3 separate regions of the Sus scrofa genome follow, and all the other regions are linked to region 1. Evidence: chromatin contacts called from public Hi-C and HiChIP or PLAC-seq data. All regions are on one chromosome and are shown on one strand. The core of a region is the stretch at or near the end of the contact, and the rest is flanking DNA. Distances in the headings are between cores, read along the strand shown. Region 1 has its middle 19 kb from the start of TPD52L1. Region 2 holds the start of LOC110256655. Region 3 has its middle 57 kb from the start of RNF217.

The links. Hi-C and Micro-C count contacts between places; a contact is called where the count stands out from the background. HiChIP or PLAC-seq counts read pairs in DNA pulled down with a chosen protein or histone mark.
Region 2: an H3K27ac HiChIP or PLAC-seq map of alveolar macrophages shows a contact between it and region 1. The contact joins the promoter of LOC110256655 here to the enhancer-like site in region 1. A contact is called at or near these places in 18 of 47 Hi-C or Micro-C datasets (adipocytes, alveolar macrophages, embryonic fibroblasts and 10 more) and 2 of 2 datasets of contacts at active chromatin or transcription factors (alveolar macrophages and skeletal muscle).
Region 3: a Hi-C map of retroperitoneal adipose tissue shows a contact between it and region 1, with 2.6 times the contacts expected there. The contact joins two enhancer-like sites. A contact is called at or near these places in 33 of 47 Hi-C or Micro-C datasets (adipocytes, adipose tissue, alveolar macrophages and 18 more) and 2 of 2 datasets of contacts at active chromatin or transcription factors (alveolar macrophages and skeletal muscle).

Annotation. Positions count from the first base shown.
Region 1 is chr1:37,778,997-37,783,238 of Sscrofa11.1, forward strand. No RefSeq gene overlaps it. Among named protein-coding and RNA genes, the nearest start is that of TPD52L1, 19 kb to the left of the region's middle. Within about 2 kb of position 2,540, at least 22 of the 83 cell types and tissues checked have an H3K27ac peak or open chromatin away from gene starts, as enhancers often do. A contact at or near this core is called in alveolar macrophages, omental adipose tissue, retroperitoneal adipose tissue and 1 more, where this site is marked.
Region 2 is chr1:37,910,215-37,913,937 of Sscrofa11.1, forward strand. It overlaps LOC110256655, which reads left to right and starts at 2,005. Exons shown (of 3, transcript XM_021072815.1): 1 at 2,005-2,566. The coding sequence starts at 2,101. It overlaps RNF217 (probable E3 ubiquitin-protein ligase RNF217), which reads right to left and starts at 1,908. Exons shown (of 6, transcript XM_021072754.1): 1 at 926-1,908. The coding sequence starts at 1,804.
Region 3 is chr1:37,967,633-37,971,265 of Sscrofa11.1, forward strand. No RefSeq gene overlaps it. Among named protein-coding and RNA genes, the nearest start is that of RNF217, 57 kb to the left of the region's middle. Within about 2 kb of position 1,974, at least 24 of the 83 cell types and tissues checked have an H3K27ac peak or open chromatin away from gene starts, as enhancers often do. A contact at or near this core is called in alveolar macrophages, omental adipose tissue and retroperitoneal adipose tissue, where this site is marked.

The DNA.
Region 1 (4,242 bases), core at 1,290-3,789:
GATAAGGAGCATATTAATTTGGTGTCACTATCCCAGCCTAGTGATTGTTAAGATCATTCTCTGGGTCAAGAGTGATTTACTTGAGGGAAGAGAGAAGAGAGTTTCCATTCATTGAATACTACTTTGAGCCTCCTGTAGGAATAGTATCTACAGTATATTTATTCCCACTGTATAGTTGTTAAAGCGAAATTTAACTTTATACACTTGTGAAAGAGGTTTTTAATTGTTGTAGTTTGATTTTACTACATAGCACTGCTCATATAATACATGTTAGTTTGTTAGCATTCTGCTTCCCCCAAATTCAAGGACAGAAACTTGGCTACTGAGATTGAACACCTGCTCCAGGGACACAGCACCCAGGAGCAGGCAGTACAAGCCAGGCCTCTGGACTCAAATCAGCCTCTTTTCAACCCCTAGACCTCCTTATTCATGTGATCTAAGTTTCTTGCTTAAGAATGCAAGCTAGGAGTTCCCATGGTGGGCCAACCCCTGGTCTTGCTCAGTGGGTTAAGAATTCAGCATTGCTGGAGCTCCCATTGTGACTCAGTGGTTAACGAATCCGACTAGGAACCATGAGGTTGAGGGTTTGATCCCTGGCCTTGCTCAGTGGGTTAAGGATCCGGCATTGACGTGAGCTGTGGTGTAGGTCGCAGATGCGGCTTGGATCCTGCATAGCTGTGGCCCTGGCGTAGGCTGGTGGCTACAGTTCCAATTGGACCCCTAGCCTGGGAACCTCCATATGCCGAGGGAGAGGCCCAAGAAATGGCAAAAAGACAAAAAAAAAAATTCAGCATTGCCACAAGCTGTGGCGTGGTTTGCAGATGTGACTCGGATCTGGTGTTGCTGTGGCTGTGGCATAGGCCGGCAGCAACAGCTCCAATTAGACCCCTAGACGGGGGATCTTCATAAGCCGCAGGTGTGGCCCTAAAAGGACAAAAGACAAAAAAAAAAAAAAAAAAAAAAAGGAGAGAGAGAGAGAGAGGAACAAAAGAAAAAACATCTTCTCTTTTATGATGAATTTTATTTCTGAAAAGAAATTTATATCCATAAGTGATACACTTTTTAGTGTATTCACTGTTCTCAATTGATTATCCAAAACTGCATATTGCAGAAAAATATGATCCCTGGTCTAAATAAATGTGCCACGCCAAAGATTTCCTAATGAAAAGGGGCTTGCCTATTTACAGTTTAACAACTGTTTAGATTCATTTAAATTAGTAAGGATCATTTTCAAAGTGTGGGGTGTTTTTAATTTCAATGCAACACTCAAAGAAGCAGGTCATGAAAGGTTAGGTGGCTTTCCAATTTTAATGGAAGATGTTGCTTCTTTTGTACTGTAAGGATTAATCACAGATTTTCTAGAAGGAAAACAGTTCCTGTTGCACTGGTGGTGCATCTTAGGCAGAATTGCCAGGCATCTCAAAGGCAGGTTATTTGAGGAAACAGAGGGTGTGTGTGGGGGGTTTCGGTGGAAGCTGGGGGTGCTCCCTAAATTGCTCTGTGGTGTATCCAAGGTTCTGTCTTAGATATGGCTGGAAACTGTTCCACTCTTCCAGAGAATTCCATATAGGGGAGAGGGGAAAGTATTCTTTCATTCTTTGGGTAACTTACCTCAGGTCCCCGGGTTAGTAAGAGGAGATGGAAAAGCTACTCGGTGCTGGGGCTCACGGGTACCAGCCTGGGCTCAGGTCTCTGCTCTGTCCCTGACAGGCTGTATGACTGGGTAAGTTATTCAGACTCAGTCAATGCCAACAAATAATTTAACAATGGTAATTCTGATGATTTGGGGAAAACAGGACACGCTGATGTATTGGAATGAAAATTGTGTTTGGGATTGAAATCCACTGTCCTGACTTCACTTCATCCCCATCCAGATTCAGGCTTTTCCTGGTAATTCTTGGCTCCTCTTTCCTATTTTAGCTCTCACATTTCCCTTTCTTTTCTATTTCCTTTCCCTTCTTCCTTTCATCCCGTTCTCCTTAGGTTCCTTTCCTTTTGGGTAACGTTTTTAAAGAGAAAGTGTTTCAGCCAGTTTTATAAGTGATCTGGCAAATGGAAGATGCAACCAGGACACTTCAGGCAGCTGTCTTCTAGCCTCCGCATAAAATTAGTTCAATTTAAATAATTCACCTCCTCAACTTAAAAACAAACAAATACAACGACTTCCTTCCTTAAACACTCAGGTTTCGCCGCCTGAGGGTCGATCCTCGTGTGCACGCGGAGGAGACCCGGGTTTCCCCAGGACCCTTATCCAGGCCAGGGGGCAACAGCGCAGGTGGGCGGGGGAGGGGGGACAGAGGCGGCGGGCAGCGCCCCACCCCTCTCCCAGCCCAACATCCAGCGGCAGGGCGGTCGCCGCCCTCACACAGCCAGACTGCCTGTGATCAGGGCAGCGGGCGGCCTGGTACGGGTCGCGGGGAACCAAGACGTTGGCGAGCACCGGCTCCGCCTCCCTGGAAGGAAAGCTTTGATACTCCAGGATTTCAGGACTATTGTGGCCTTGGGGCCCCTCCCACTCAATCGGGTGTGCCTGGCTCGCCCGCCGCGCGCGCTGGTAGAGGGTGCGCGGTACAGGTCTCTTTGGAGGCACCTGCTCAGAGATGCCCTCTATGCCTCCTGTGCTGTGGACAAAGGCAATCTTGATTTGTTTGTGACGAGCACTGGGGAGGATGTTGAAATTGCGAAAGCGTATCTCCTTTTCTTCTTTCCTCTCTCCCTTCATTCCCTCCTTCCCGCCCTCTCTTTTCCTTTCCTTTCCTTTCCTTTCCTTTCCTTTCCTTTCCTTTCCTTTCCTTTCCTTTCCTTTTCTTTCCTTTCCTTTCCTTTCCTTTCCTTTCCCTTCCCTTCCCTTCCCTTCCCTTCCCTTCCCTTCCTTTCCTTTCCTTTCCTTCTTTCCCTTTCTTCTTCCTTTCCTCCCTCCTTTTCTTCCTTTCTTTCTTTCTTCTCAAAAGATTTAAGAATTTTCCCAGGGGAAGGAACTTCCTACTGGCAGGCAGCAGCCCTGAGTTAGAATTAAACCTTTGCAGGGTGACTTCAAACAAATCCTGGAATTTTGTTATTTGGGTAAAACGAGGATAATACAACACCGCAGGGTGGTTGTAAGGATTATAAAGAATACATGTGGACATACTATATGTAAAGCAGACTTGATAACTGCTACACTATGGAACCATGTGTGGACATACTATGTGAACACGTAGCAGGTGCATGTCAAGCATTACCCATTAAAATAATTTGCCTTTTGGCAAAACGATGTCTAGGAATGATACTAAGCTAGCACCTTCTAGCACTTGTGACTGATATCAATAAATTATTTTGTATGGGCCAGCATGTTCGTAATGAAACAATCACTAACAGAAGAAGAGCTAACATTTATTGAAAGCTTGTTAAGAGCAAGGCAGTTTTAAGTGCTTTACTTGTTTTGAAACTCAGTTAACTCTCACAGCTCATTTGCAGGCATGTACTCCTATCCCCATTACAGAAGAGAAAACTGAGCCACAGAGAGGTTAAGTAACTTGCCTGAGGTTACACAGCCTGCAAGAGGCAGAGCTGGGATTTGAGTACAGCAGCCTAGCCACCCAGCTGTGGTTTTAACCTCTTTGCAAACCTACCTCAATGGGATCTGAGGATTAAAATCTGGCCTATTGTAAGTTTCATTTCTAATAATCTAATTATTTTCTATTAAGTTCCTACTAGTACTTTGTCTAACACGTAGACGAAATAATATAATGTTTTTATTATCCCTTCCTAGTCAATAAATCCCACCCCTAAAGTAACCAGTGTTGTGACTTCTATTACATGACATTGTTTTGTAATAATTTTACAAAAATTTGTTTTGTGTTTTTAAATAATTTTATTGAAGTATGGTTCATTTGCCATGTTAATTTCTTCTATACAGCAAAATGATTCAGTTATATATACTTATTCATATACACTATTCCTATTCTTTTTCATTATGGTTTGTCACGGATATTGGAATAGAGTTCCCTGAGCTATACAGTAGGACCTTGCTGTTTATCCACCCTATATATAATAGTTTGCCTCTGCTAATCCCAAACTCCCAATCCTTCCCTTCCCTACCCCCCTCCACTTTGGCAACCACAAGTCTCTGTATTTGTGAGTCTGTTCTTGTTTCATAGATAAACTGGTTTGTATTGTATCCTAGATTCCACATAAAAGTGATATCATATGGTATTTTTCTTTCTCTTTCTGACTTTTCTTAGTATGATAATCTCTAGTTCC
Region 2 (3,723 bases), core at 755-3,254, 130 kb after region 1:
CATAAGTATTTTGAAAGTATATAAGCAGCAGCCCAGAGAGTGAGGTAAGACTTCACAGAAAAGTTGGCACCTGAACAGCCTGGGTTTTGAAAGATGAATAGGCCCAGGACAATCAGACACCAGATCAAAGGGCATTCCAGATTGTGCAAAACACTGGCAGAAACATAACAGACTGAAAACTGCTGGAAGGAAGCATTCACCACCAGTGAAGGAAAGTCGGCCTGTTACACTCTTAAACTTTCCAAGAAAAAAAACAAGCTTTCAAATAAGGAGCTGAGGAAGAACGTTTCACCAGTGCTTGTTTTGCTAAGCCTCTTAGCCTTACTTTGCTTTGCTCTTTCTGTTTTGTTCCCTCTTAAAGAAATAAAGCCCGCTGAAAAAGTACTTCAACTTCCCTGTGGAAAAAGAAACTGAAAAGTGGACCAGAGCCAGGAATAAATAAATTAAAAACGCTTTTCCTGGACTAACTAAATGGAGCAAAATTTCAAATTCAGGTATCATTCCTTGCAACACTTCTCTCCACCAACTCAACATATGTTTATTTTCTGCCCACTATTTGAGGTTCTGGAATACCAGGCCTCAAAAGCACTCTCATTGCCCTCTTCCTCCTGCAAGGTCTTGCTGGCAATCTAATAAAAGAAATAAGCAGAGGGCAATTCAAGTGTACCACCTGGTTCTACGGTTGCTGATCAAAGCCTGAAGTTCACGCAGAATTAAATTCCGGTCACCTTAACCAGTGAAGACAAACACACTTAAATATTCTAAGGACAACAACAGAGAAGTGAGAAACTGACAGAGGTCCTCTGTAAGGGCATTCATCACCTCCTCCCGCGAGCAGAGCAGGGAGCTGGCGAGCTGGCCATCCTGGCCAGTGCTCTGGAATGCTGAATGGGGAACAGAGGAAGGATAGAGGTGCTGAGCTTACCTGGGAACTCAGGTAGACTTTGAGGCACTCCTCGCACACGGCCTTCTTGCAGCAGGGCAAGGGCTTGATGGGCTTGTCTTCCAGGCACACCCGGCACATCAGCACCATAAGGGGCGCATAGGGATCCCCGACCCCACCCAGGCCAGAGTAGGGTGGAGCTCCCAGCAAGCTGGGCACGGAGAATGGCTCGGGCGCCAGGTAGAACTCCAGCTCGATGCTGCCGCCGTCGGGAGACAGGGGGTCCGTTGGGAGAGACAGCGGGGGGCTAGGGAAGGAGGAGGGGGTGCTGGGAGGGTTGATCACTGGAGGAGCCCGAGGTGGCGACGACGCGGTCAGCGAAAGCCGCTCCGCCGAGGGGACCTCGGGCAGGTCGTTCTCCACGCAGAAAACAGAGCAGAAGACTTGTCTCTTGGCGGGAGGCGGGCGCCGCTGCCCTAGCACGTCCAGGACCAGTCCGTCCGGGACCCCGACGCGGGTCCGGGGCTCGGACTCCTCGCCCGGGGGCGCCTCCTGCTGTTCATCCCCTCCCTCGTTTCGGCTCCTCGCTTCCTCCTCCTCCTTGGCCAGCTGCTGTTGCAAAGCCTGGGGGTTGAGGGGCCCGGTGAGGGCCAGTCCCGAGGGTTGACCCGGCGCGTGGCTTTTCCTCCAGCTCGGAGTTCCCCGGCTCCTCTCTGGCTCCGGGGCGCTCGTATCCGCGCAGCCCGAGTTGCTTCCGCAGCTGCGGCCGCTCAGCTCCGCGGAGGCGGTGCGCGGCCCGGGCGCCCCGGCGCTGTCCCCCGGCGGCCTCGGGGGCTCGGGATGGCCCGCGGCGCCACTAGCGGGAGTCCGCGCCTCCCGGGGCCCGCCGCCGCCGCTCACCGTGCTCTGCTCCTCGCCCATCGCCGCCCGCGGCCCGAGCCGCCGCTGCCCATCCAGCCGCCGGGACCCCTACCCGGCGCCGGCGGGCAGCGGGGGCAGAGGCTCGGCTCGACTCGCGGCTCCGCTTCTGCTTCCGGGTCCCTCCTCCGGGGCTGGGACGCCCCGAGCTCCCTCCGGGGAGCCCGTGCTCCCGGGCAGCGGCGCGCAGGGAGCCCGGCCCGGCCCGCGGCTCCTCCTCCTCGTCCTCCCGCGCGGCGGGGCACCGCCTCGGGGGCGCCGAGGGCCGCTCGCTCCGGCAACCGGCGCGCCCTCCCCACATGCAGGTCGGGGCGGTGCCGCGGCCCCCGGGAGCCCCGGGCGGGACAGAAGGGTCTGAGGGGAGGCGGCCGTCAGTCCCGCGCCATCGCCGGACCCCGCTGCAAACCGGGCGGCCGGAGGGCGGTGGTCCAAGGGTCCAGGGGCCTGTGGCGCCGCCGCGGCGCGCACCCGGAGGGGCAGCCGGAGCGCGAGCCAGCCGCCGCGGCCCCTGGGGGAGAGGCCGGAGCGCGCGACCTCCTTCTCCCGCTCCTCGTGCTTCACCTAGAGCACTCTTCGCCGCCCCTCACCCCACCCCTTTGGCGCACACCTCCCCACACGTACACACGCGCGCGGGCACCGCGCACTCACTCACGCACACCCCGAGTGGGTGTGATCTCAGAGCCGGGATGCGCTCTCGCGCCCGGAGTTCACACTGGGCCTCGACCAAAACCTCCAGAGCAGGCAAGCTGCCCTTTGGGCTACGCTGTGAGTAGAAACTTCCTACAAAACTCTTTACTGAAAGCTGGAACTAGAAAACACTGGCTACTTGAGGGCTTTGGTGTCGCGTGTTCCTCTTGAGTTCGTCTCATTTTAAATCCTCCGAAGAGGGAGTTCAGAGAAATAACGCTAGGAATTATTAATTCAAAACGCGGTATATATAGTTTTCTGTTTAATGAAGTAGGAAGGATGTTTGAAAGCCACAAATACGCCAAAAAGCACTCTTAACCTACTCCTCCAACTGGAAGCCTTATGAAAGCTGATAAATAACGAATTTAAGATGTATCCCTTTCCCTCCTTGTCACAGTTCTCTTAGGAACTTTTTTAACCCCTTGAATATTCCAAAATTTGTAGCATAAGGTAGTAAGATGGTCTGGCCTAGTTAATAAACTGGATCATTGGTGGAAATCATGAAAAGTTTCATTAGCATAACCATATTTACCCCAAAACTGTTTCCAAGACAACAATTATATTTGAGCCAGAACTTAATTATGTGTTGATCTATCTTTATTTTCCAGGAAGTATTAGTCACCCAGACTGGTGCATTTTAGTTCCCTAAAGCCAATGAAAACATTTTTGGGAAGCCAACCTTTTACTTTTTCCCCCATCTTGAGAGGGAATTCAATTTACGCATTAATGTAATAGGAAGGAGCTGTGAAGTGTGTCAAAATTGTCCTCTTGAAGTTGTTATTGGTTGTTCTAAAATATTGTTCGGATACAAATGATAGAAAGGTGACTAGCTACACAGTACTAAGAAAGCAGGATGACACTAAAGAGCATTTCCGTCGTGTGTCTGATGGCTCCGTAAAGGGACGAATCGAATCAATGGGTCTAAATGCCATCTCATTTATCAGTCTGACCCAAGAATGAAGAATTTTTATTTGGAAGATTGAATGCTATTTAGGGATTTTTTTTTTCCATCTTGGATAATTGATTTCCTAGTAAATGCTGTTTTCTCCCAATCCTAGTGTTTATTGTTTTAAAGACAGGGGACAAGAAGCCCACATGTATGTGTCTTTTGTGTATGCCATCTGATAACTACTTTTCTTTTTTTTAAGGTTTTTATTTTTTCTATTATAGTTGATTTACAATGTTATGTCAATTTCCGCTGTACAGCAGTGACCCAGTCATATATATATATACAC
Region 3 (3,633 bases), core at 724-3,223, 190 kb after region 1:
CACATTCATGAGAGCTTCATCTCCTAGTCCCCACCTAATTTGGGGGGATTAGAATTGTAACATATGAATTTAAGAGAACACAAACATTCAGACCATAGCACTTAAGCATCAGAGAAGGTTGTCTCTTACACTGGTGTTCCTCCGGATATTGTAGAGACAGTTACTCATCTGTCTTCCCCTGATTTAAAAGAAAAAAGAAAAGCAAAAGATGTAAGCAGGCTGACATGACTTGATGCTGTGAGATTTATTCTTGGTTTTACTTGCAAAATGAGAATTGTATATTTGGTGTTTATACACGTTTGCTGGAGACAAAATGTTTCATCTGTTATAATACATGGTGCCATGTAGTTATAGGGAACTAAATTCTTCTAAAGCTCTTTAGAACAGCTTTTCCCAGGGGGTGTTTCATTTAACAGATCTCTCTCTCATATCTATCTATCTAGCAATTGATCGATCGATTGATCGATCTATCTACAGCATTTTATACATTTACACACACACACACACACGCACACACATATATGAGAGTGAGAATATTTGCCTACTGAAGCGGTGAACAACTCAGCAATTGTAAGGATATTTGAGTTAGAGAAATACCAAGAACACTTCAAGTAGGCAGGGATGGCTGAGCTCTTCAGGCCACTGCTTAAAGGATTTAAATGACACTGATGTGGAAGTATTAAATGTTTTAAGTTAGAGTAAAAAGTGAGAATGAGAGAGTGAATCATCTGCATAAGAAGGCAAATGATCTATCTAGTTCCATGAATTTTATTTATTTCTGTTTTGGTGTGGAAAAACATTTTGGCACATTTTGCTTAAACTAAATGCCCACGTCTGTGTTAACTGAAGACTTCCTACTTTCACAATGAATAAAAGCAAGGTGGGAATGAGAATGGAGAGAAAGTGTTTTTAACAATAAATTACCCTGGGCTTGATATAAAGCCTAAATCTTTTAAGGAGTGAAATTTATTTTAAGCAATGATAAGATGGAAATACCAGTGTATTACAATGGAAGTAGGGTGTTTGCCCAAAAGAACAGTATGAAACAAAATGCCATGAAACAAAAGCAACCAAGTTAAGAACCAAATTATAGAATAATGCTTGTCTCTCTTACAAAATTTTTTCTGATCCAATTTCATATGACAATATGTATTTTCTATTTTTGGCTGTTTGGGGAGAAGGGGTCTGGTCTTTTTTCTTCCTTGAAAGAACCTGACAGGAAATGATTCTTGCCACTAACTTGCCACTAAGTCGAAGGAGGCGTATTTACATAGTTCCTCGTGATGCGACCAGGAAATCCTGTTGTAGAAAAGAGTTGCAGAAAAAGGAAGAAAAAAAAAATGTAGCCTGCTTATGTTTTCTTAAACTTCCCCTGCACTGCCCCCGCCCCCAGAGCCATTTAAAATAAAGTCTCACTTAAAAAAAACCCCATAGATGTCAGCATCAAAGATCATACTTCTGGGTCGTCTGCTTGTCTCTTGTTGATGAAAACCTAAGGTAAAGACTTCAGGTGCATCTTCCCTCATTCCTAGGTCTGTCCTGTCTCCTCAGAGACAGTTGAATCACCATGTGCAGGAGAAGACATTCCAGCTTTGCAGGTTTCTAATCTCCTGTTTGACATGCCATCAGGTCTCCCGCTGACGTCTGTGAGCTGTGCCTCAAAGACAGAAAGGATCGGGCTCTGTGATCTCTCTTCTGAATGACAGCGACGCTGCCTGCCAGGAGGGGGCTGTCACTTCAGATTCCACAGCAACTTGAGCAGCTGCAGCTGCTGCCTGAGGGAAAACCAGATGCACCAATATTTTGAATGTGCTGTCAGGTTTGCTAGGAATGTACAGACTTGTTGCAGTTGTTTTGCAGGATTCTGGTATTTGAAATCTGTCACAAAGCCAATTCCAATTGAGGTAATAATATGATAACTCTGAGACTAGGCGCCATGTACTAAATTTTACTTGAGGGTTCACACGTTCTTACCGACAAGTTCTACGAACCCCATGTTATAAATAGGGAAAGTCCCCAGCACGTCTCAGGACACATCGTAAATCAGTTCTATAATTGGTAATGTGGTGTCATATCTATTCTCCAGGAACTTTCAACCATTCTTGTACTATGTATAATGTATTCTTTTATCCTGGAAAGGATGGGGGCCGTTTATTTCCACCTGGGAGTGAAGAATTATCAAGTTAAAATCAAGGGCTCTAAACAAATTTTATTTGGAATGAAGCATTATTATTGTAATTCAGAGACAGAATTTATATTTTATATATTCGTGTGTGATCATTATTGGATATTCAAATGGCACTCTTTCTCAAATTCCCATTCTTTGTCAAGAAGGCAGACTTTGTACTCTTCTGATCAGATTTTCTCTTTCTATAGCCGTTTTCCCCAATTTGCTCTTTTTGTCACTTTAGAAAGTGTGAGCATGCCAATTTAAGATTATCTCACAGAGTTCACAGTTTTAAAAGCCGTATTTCTTCCTTGATCTTCCTTGACTATCTTGATTCTCAACCTAAAATGAAAATTTGATCCTTTTGGAACTTAATTGAATGCTTTGATCATTAGGGATTTTCACTAGGCAAAAAGCACAAGCAGGAGAGGCTAACATCTTAATGTGATGAACTTCCACTGCAGAAGATTATACCTCTGAGGAAGAAGACATGCCCTATTGCACAAGCAGGGCTGTGGTTTGCCTTGTTTATTCTGTGTCTCTGGCATATAGAACAGTGCTTGGCATAAAGTAATGATGATATACTGTTTATTGAAGGAAAGCATGAATGAATGAATAAGCAATTGAATAAATCAAAGACTCTCAGGAGGAGCCTTTGATGTTGTTATGGGGAGAAAAAAGGAAGAAGACTGCAAAAACTCTTCTAACATTTCTTCTCCTTGCCTTTAATAACATAAATGTATATTGGATGCAGTAGAGGGGCTAAGAGAAGGTCTCTGCCCTCAAGCCATCTTCATAGCAGCTACTGATTCCAGTGGCAGCTTTCAGGTCCTCAGTCCTTCTAATGTCCAAGATATACACTGTAACCAAGTAAATGTTCCTGTATGCTGTTCCCAAGATTTAGAAAACAGGAACTTTGTGGTTTGCATCATCATTTTTTTGAGGCTTCCTTCAGCTCTAATTCCTTCCACATATTTAGTGTTCTATTAGTATTATTGTTGAACTGAACTTTTAAATTTCAAAAGCATATCTTAAAGACAGTTTCATATTTCCAGATAATAAATAGCTTTTTCATTACTTTTTGCTAAATAGAGATGCTTAGAGCATTCCAAAAAGTTTCTTAATCACTGAACTTCTTTGGCATGGACATTCATCATGTTCCCCCCACTTGCATACTTACTTTGTCTCTCTACATACTTGCCTTGTGTCTTTTTCTGACTTTCAGTTTTCTCCTGTATAAATTGTGGATAATATTTACCTTTTGAAGAGTTAATAATATTCAAGACACCCCATATAAAAACACTGAAAATTTCTGCATATTTTAAGTATTCTTCTCAAAATTGCCAATTAGCAGCATCAGATAGGATTATTAATATGGTCCTTAGGTGACACAGACATTAGCAATGAATAATACCTTGACTATATTCTCAAGTAGCCACAGATCCAGCAGTTAAGTAAATGAATCA